2 separate regions of the Sus scrofa genome follow, and region 1 is linked to region 2. The links are chromatin contacts, called in public HiChIP or PLAC-seq maps. All regions are on one chromosome and are shown on one strand. The core of a region is the stretch at or near the end of the contact, and the rest is flanking DNA. Distances in the headings are between cores, read along the strand shown. Region 1 holds the start of TYK2 (tyrosine kinase 2). Region 2 holds the start of ICAM1 (intercellular adhesion molecule 1).

What was found. HiChIP or PLAC-seq counts read pairs in DNA pulled down with a chosen protein or histone mark.
Region 1: an H3K27ac HiChIP or PLAC-seq map of alveolar macrophages shows a contact between it and region 2. The contact joins the promoter of TYK2 here to the promoter of ICAM1 in region 2. A contact is called at or near these places in 2 of 5 promoter capture datasets (fetal skeletal muscle and liver), 17 of 47 Hi-C or Micro-C datasets (adipose tissue, alveolar macrophages, blood and 10 more) and 2 of 2 datasets of contacts at active chromatin or transcription factors (alveolar macrophages and skeletal muscle).

What each region holds. Positions count from the first base shown.
Region 1 is chr2:69,182,014-69,184,713 of Sscrofa11.1, forward strand. TYK2 (tyrosine kinase 2) reads right to left here and starts at 1,393. Exons shown (of 25, transcript NM_001114670.1): 1 at 1,283-1,393.
Region 2 is chr2:69,095,843-69,098,542 of Sscrofa11.1, forward strand. ICAM1 (intercellular adhesion molecule 1) reads left to right here and starts at 1,294. Exons shown (of 7, transcript NM_213816.1): 1 at 1,294-1,401. The coding sequence starts at 1,323.

The DNA.
Region 1 (2,700 bases), core at 143-2,642, 86 kb after region 2:
CCCAACCAGGAGTTCCCGTCGTGGCGCAGTGGTTAACAAATCCGACTAGGAACCATGAGGTTGCGGGTTCGGTCCCTGCCCTTGCTCAGTGGGTTAACGATCCGGCGTTGCCGTGAGCTGTGGTGTAGGTTGCAGACGCGGCTCGGATCCCGCGTTGCTGTGGCTCTGGTGTAGGCCAGGGGCTACAGCTCCGATTCAACTCCTAGCCTGGGAACCTCCATATGCCGCGGGAGCGGCCCAAGAAATAGCAACAACAACAACAACAACAAAAGACAAAAAAGACAAAAAAAAAAAAAAAAAGAACCCAACCAGTGTCCATGAGGACTCAAGTTTGATCCCCGGCCTCGCTCAGTGGGTTAAGCATCCCGAGTTGTGGCAAGCTGTGGCAGTGGGTCACAGATGAGGCTGGCATTGCTGTAGCCGTGGCAGAGAGTGGCAGGTATAGCTCTGATTCAACCCTTAGCCTGAGTACTTCCATATGCCGTGGGTGTGGACCTAAAAAAAACCCAAAAAAACAAAAGCAACAACAAAAAACTGACATTGTAAATGAATCTGTGCCTTTTCAACACTGTTCTGCCTGTTTCAGTTTAGTACCTTGACATAGACATGAAAAAATAACATATAAAAACAAGAATGAAGTAATTATTGGTTTGATCATCATAATCCTTCTGCCTCTTTCAAGCCACGATTACTGCCTCCTACATCCATCCCCAGGAGCGACATGCAGGCCCTGCTGGCTCCCTGAGTGGAGGAGGGGCTGTGCTCAGCTCTCTTCCCAGCAGTCTGGAACTTTTTGAGAGCTAGGCCCAGGGCCAAGGCCCCCTGAGGTCTCCAGTATTTCCCAGAGGGGCTGTCAGCAATTCCACCGATATTACTGATTTAAGCAGTGATGGGGAAAAAAAGAATATTGTAATAGCACAATGTCGGATTGTCAGGAATCCTTTCTGAGCCTGTTTCCTCATTTGGAAAGTGGGCATATAACAGTCTCTCCCTCAAAGGGTTGTTGGGAGGATTCAACGAGGTGAGGCAGGGAAAGAGCTCGGCACAAGGCCTGGAATGCAATACACGATCGACAAATGTTCTATATTATTATCTTATTAACGTTCGAAATAAGATCCTGGAGATAGGGCTTTGGGGGTGACCATCTCCTCCTTCCTCGTTACCATTGGGCCCAGACCCAGCTTTGAAGATGGGATCTGGGTGAGACCCGCAACCCCCCACCCCGCAACATTGAAACCTCCAAACCCCGATGGTAGGGGCAGAAATCGCGACGTGCACCCACCGGGTAAAGACCAGTCTTAAGGCAGTGTGGGCGCTTCTACCCACCTCCTGCCCAGGGTAGTCAGTCTCCGATCTCCCGCCGGCCACGCCATTCCTGAAGATCTCCTGGGCGCGCCCCCACGTGCCCCGATCTAGACTCACCCTTTAGCGGGAACTCTGGCTCGAACCCGGGACCCCGCCCCACAGCCCCGGGCCGCCGCCGCTAGATCGCAGCTGGGACACCTCCTCCTATTGGCTGCCTGAAACAGGCACACTCATTGGCCGCCGTTCTGCTCCGCCCTTTCTCTGCAAGGGCGGCGCTCCTATTGGTCCCGGCTTCACTTTTCGCTCCGCCTCGGGAGGAGGAATGAGGTCTTACGGAGTCTCAGCGACTTGTTAACCACCTGCTGGTGGACCCAAGTCAGGCTTCCGCACCCGAATCTGGTGCAAGCCTAGGTCCTCACTTCGGCGATTACGGCTGCAGCGGGCCGCCATTCAGTCCTACAACCCCCTTGCCAGATGGCCCTACATTCCATCCAGCCTCTTCCCTATCTGCCAGGCCAGCCTTGCTTTGAGGGTGAGAACGTCTTCCTCCACAGGAGGAATTTCCGGCCACCTGCTCACATCCCTTTTCTGATCGCCTGTAGCTCCGTCCTTTGAAGCCTCTTTGCTCTCTAGGTAGCAGCTTGGACATCCCACTTGATCCCTACATAGCACGTCCCTGCCATTTACGGAGAAGGTTATGCGCTGAGCTTTTTACACACTTTATCTCATCTGTAGTCCTCTGAGGGCTCTCTCTCTCTTTTAAATTATCTATTTTATTTTATTTAAAAAAAATTTTTTTTGGTCGTGCCTGCAGCATGTGGAAGTTCCCCAGGCCGGGGAGCAAACCCACACCACAGCGGTGACCTGAGCCTCCGCAGTGACAATGAAGGATCTTTAACCCACGGAGCCGCAAAGAAACTGAGGCACAGTGAAGTGAGGAAGAATTTCTCCCTGACCAAACTTTAGCTCTCTGAGCCTTTTCCTGGCTACCCCTCAACCTAGCCCCAGTCCTACCTTTGGGCTGCACAGTCCAGTCTGAGCAAAGAATCCTTGTAGATCATCCCCCAATCCTTGATATCTGATCAAGTTTCTTCCCACCATTGATGTATAAATCCTTGGCCTATCTATTTTTTTTAATTTTTATTGTACTTGATTTATAATGTTCTGTCAATTTCTGCTGTAAAGTGACCCAGCTATACATACATACATTCTTTTTCTCATATTATCTTCCATCATGTTCCATCACAAGTGATTGGATGTAGTTCCCTGTGCTATACAGCAGGAGTCTTTTTTTTTTCCCTAAATGGTGGAACCCAAGGCATATGGAAGTTCCCAGATCAGGGACTGAACCAAGCCACAGAGCCACAGTTGTGACCTGAAGCACCAGATCCCTCA
Region 2 (2,700 bases), core at 44-2,543:
TCCCTGAGGGCCCCCCTCCCTTCCCTTTCTGCAGCTCGACCTCTTTGGCCCCAGTAGGTCTCCATGGCGACGCGACGCTCCCCCCACAACAGGAAGACTTAGGCGGCGGAGCTCCGCGCTTGGAGACTCTAGGGTCCACAGCCTTGACGAGCTGCATGCTGAATCTTGGGGTCCCACGCGCAGGCGTGGCCCTGGGGATAGTGTGGGGTGACCTTGGGGTTAGGGTGGGGCGGCATGGGGGCGACCTATAGACGCGGCGCGGGGCCTCATCATTTCCCTGAAATGCCCTAATGGAACAAGCCCGGACAAACACTCGCACAGTGCTGGGGGCCGGGGTTCGAGTTTCGGGAGCTGCGCGCAGAGGACTCCCTCTCCCCGCCCCACTCTGGGACCTAGCGGCTGCCTCAGTTTCCCTGCAGAAGGCAATGGTTCGAGCGCCCCCTCTCCCCTCTCGCAGTCAATGTCTGCGGCATCAGTTTCTCCACGGAGCCTGGGAACTGCAGCGGAGGGGTTCCACGCGTCAAGACCACGAGGCTTCCTTCCTTTTTCTGAAAACTAAAGACGTTCACGCGGCGGAGGCCAAAAGGGGAAGCGAGGCCCGGCGGGGTGGGAGCGCCCATCCGTGGGGGATGCAGACGTGATGAGGCTTGCGTCCTCACCCCCAGGGTTCACTGGCGCCTGGAGGTGCCCGTGCCTGCAGCGCTTCCCAGGAAATCTCGGTGTCAGCTGGGAGGGGAACATGCCTCTTGGGGGAGGGGCACCCTTGGACGAGAAACGCTTGGGGGAAGATTCCTGGGCCCCCACCGAAGCGAGGGAGCCTCTACTCGGTTAAAGAGGCCTGAACGCGCAGGGGAGTCAGACGAGTTCGAAGGCCCTCGCAGCTCGGATCCTCTGTTTACCCCTCTACGGAATGGACGCAGTAACCGTCCCTACTGTCCAGAGTGGTTGGTAGCATTCAGTAAAGCGCTAAACGCAGTGTAAACTTACAATCAAGGTTAGCCCAGCCAGGGCCCCGGGCCCCGAGCGCCGGGAGCAACCCCCGAGTTGCAGCCGGGTCGCTTCCGCCAGGCAGCCCTCTTTACTTCAGTTGGGAAATTCCGGTGCTTGAGCGGCCAGCGAGGCGGGTGGACAATCTGGCACGGCCCCCGGCACCCCCTCAGCGGAAATGCCGGAGCCCTCGTTCGGGAGGGGAAAGCTCAAGGTTTCCGGGAAGGGAGCACCGCCCCTCGGCCCCCCGTGGCGGGCCACTATAAAAGGACCCTCGGCGCCACAGTGCGCGCCACACGCCTCTGAGCCACTTAGTCCGCCCCGCCGCCTCCGCGATGGCTCCCGGCGCCACCCATCCTGGCCAGCTTGCGCTCCTGGCCCTGCTCCTGCCCCTGCTTGGGGCTCTGCTCCCAGGTGAGTCGGGCGTGGGGGCTGCCGTCTGTCGGGCGGGCTCTCCGGGATACGAGCTAAGCCCCTGGGAGCGGTGCGAGGACCTTGTCCCCAGGTAGGAGGCTTGGGGATAAGGCCACTCATACTTTGGGGAGCTGTCTATGGGAAACTGGGGCTAGAGCCACCGATTGAAAATCAACAGCCCTGGGTGCGAATCTAGACCCTCCATTATGGCACGATCTGTGGCTTCGGGACTCTGGACTGCCCCTCCCAGAGGAGCCTCAGTTTTTCAGCCATAAAATGGAGAAGTTAATAGCGGCCACCTGGAAGGGGTGTGCCCTGGCCCCAGGAGGTGGTCAGAGCTTGGAGAGATGTAGCCCCTCGCCAAGCTTACCTGGACTGGGGACTTCCCCCCCCTCCCCGCCACAACACACCCTTGTACATTCTGTTCCTCACCCTCTGCCCCTGGGGGAAGTCCAGGACTCTCAGCTCAGGGGAATTCCAAGGCTGACTTGCCCGGGGAGCAGAGGCTGAGCAGTGGGATGCCCCGGCGGCTGCGCCTGGGGTCGGGGGAGTGGGGGTGGAGAAGGGGGGGAGGGTGGCAGGAGAATGAAAGATGGACATTGTGATTGCCAGCTCAACAAAGTGTTCTGATCCCTATTTCCGTCTGGGTTCTCCCGCATTCTCACCTGAGTAAGCGCCCTTTTTCAGGCCTCACCATTGCCGTCTGTGAAATGGGAATGATCCCAGAATTATCCACACATCTCCGCACCAATGGAGGAGACCCAAAGCTGAAGGAAGAGATCTAGGGGAGGGGCTCAGACAGACATTATTTTCCGCTTTGGAGGCACCCCAGTCTGAGGAAGCTTATCCCAACAACCCCCCTCCCTCTTACCTGCAGTCACTTGTTACCTGCACTGCGCTGGGTGTGACTTGCATTAGCAGGAGGCGGGGTGACTATAGTCACCCAACTTACAGATGGAGAAATTGAGGCCCAGAGAGGGGAAACCACTTGTCCAAGGGAATGAGGAGCCAGCCTGATTGGATGTCCTTTATCCCTGGAGGACTGACTCCCTCCACCTGACCTCTTGGAAGGGAAAAGAATGCTGAATTCATGCCCTTCTTTTGCCAAAATCCTCCATGGCTCTTCATTGCTCACAGAATGAAGACTATCCTTAACACCTCTTACCCTATTTGCATGATCTGCCTAACTTCCTTTCACCCCAGTTAATTCCCCATACTCTTTGCTCCAGTCACCCTGCCTCAGGACCTTTGCATTTGCTGTTATTTGGCCTGCAACTCATTTCCCTTTCCTCTGGATGG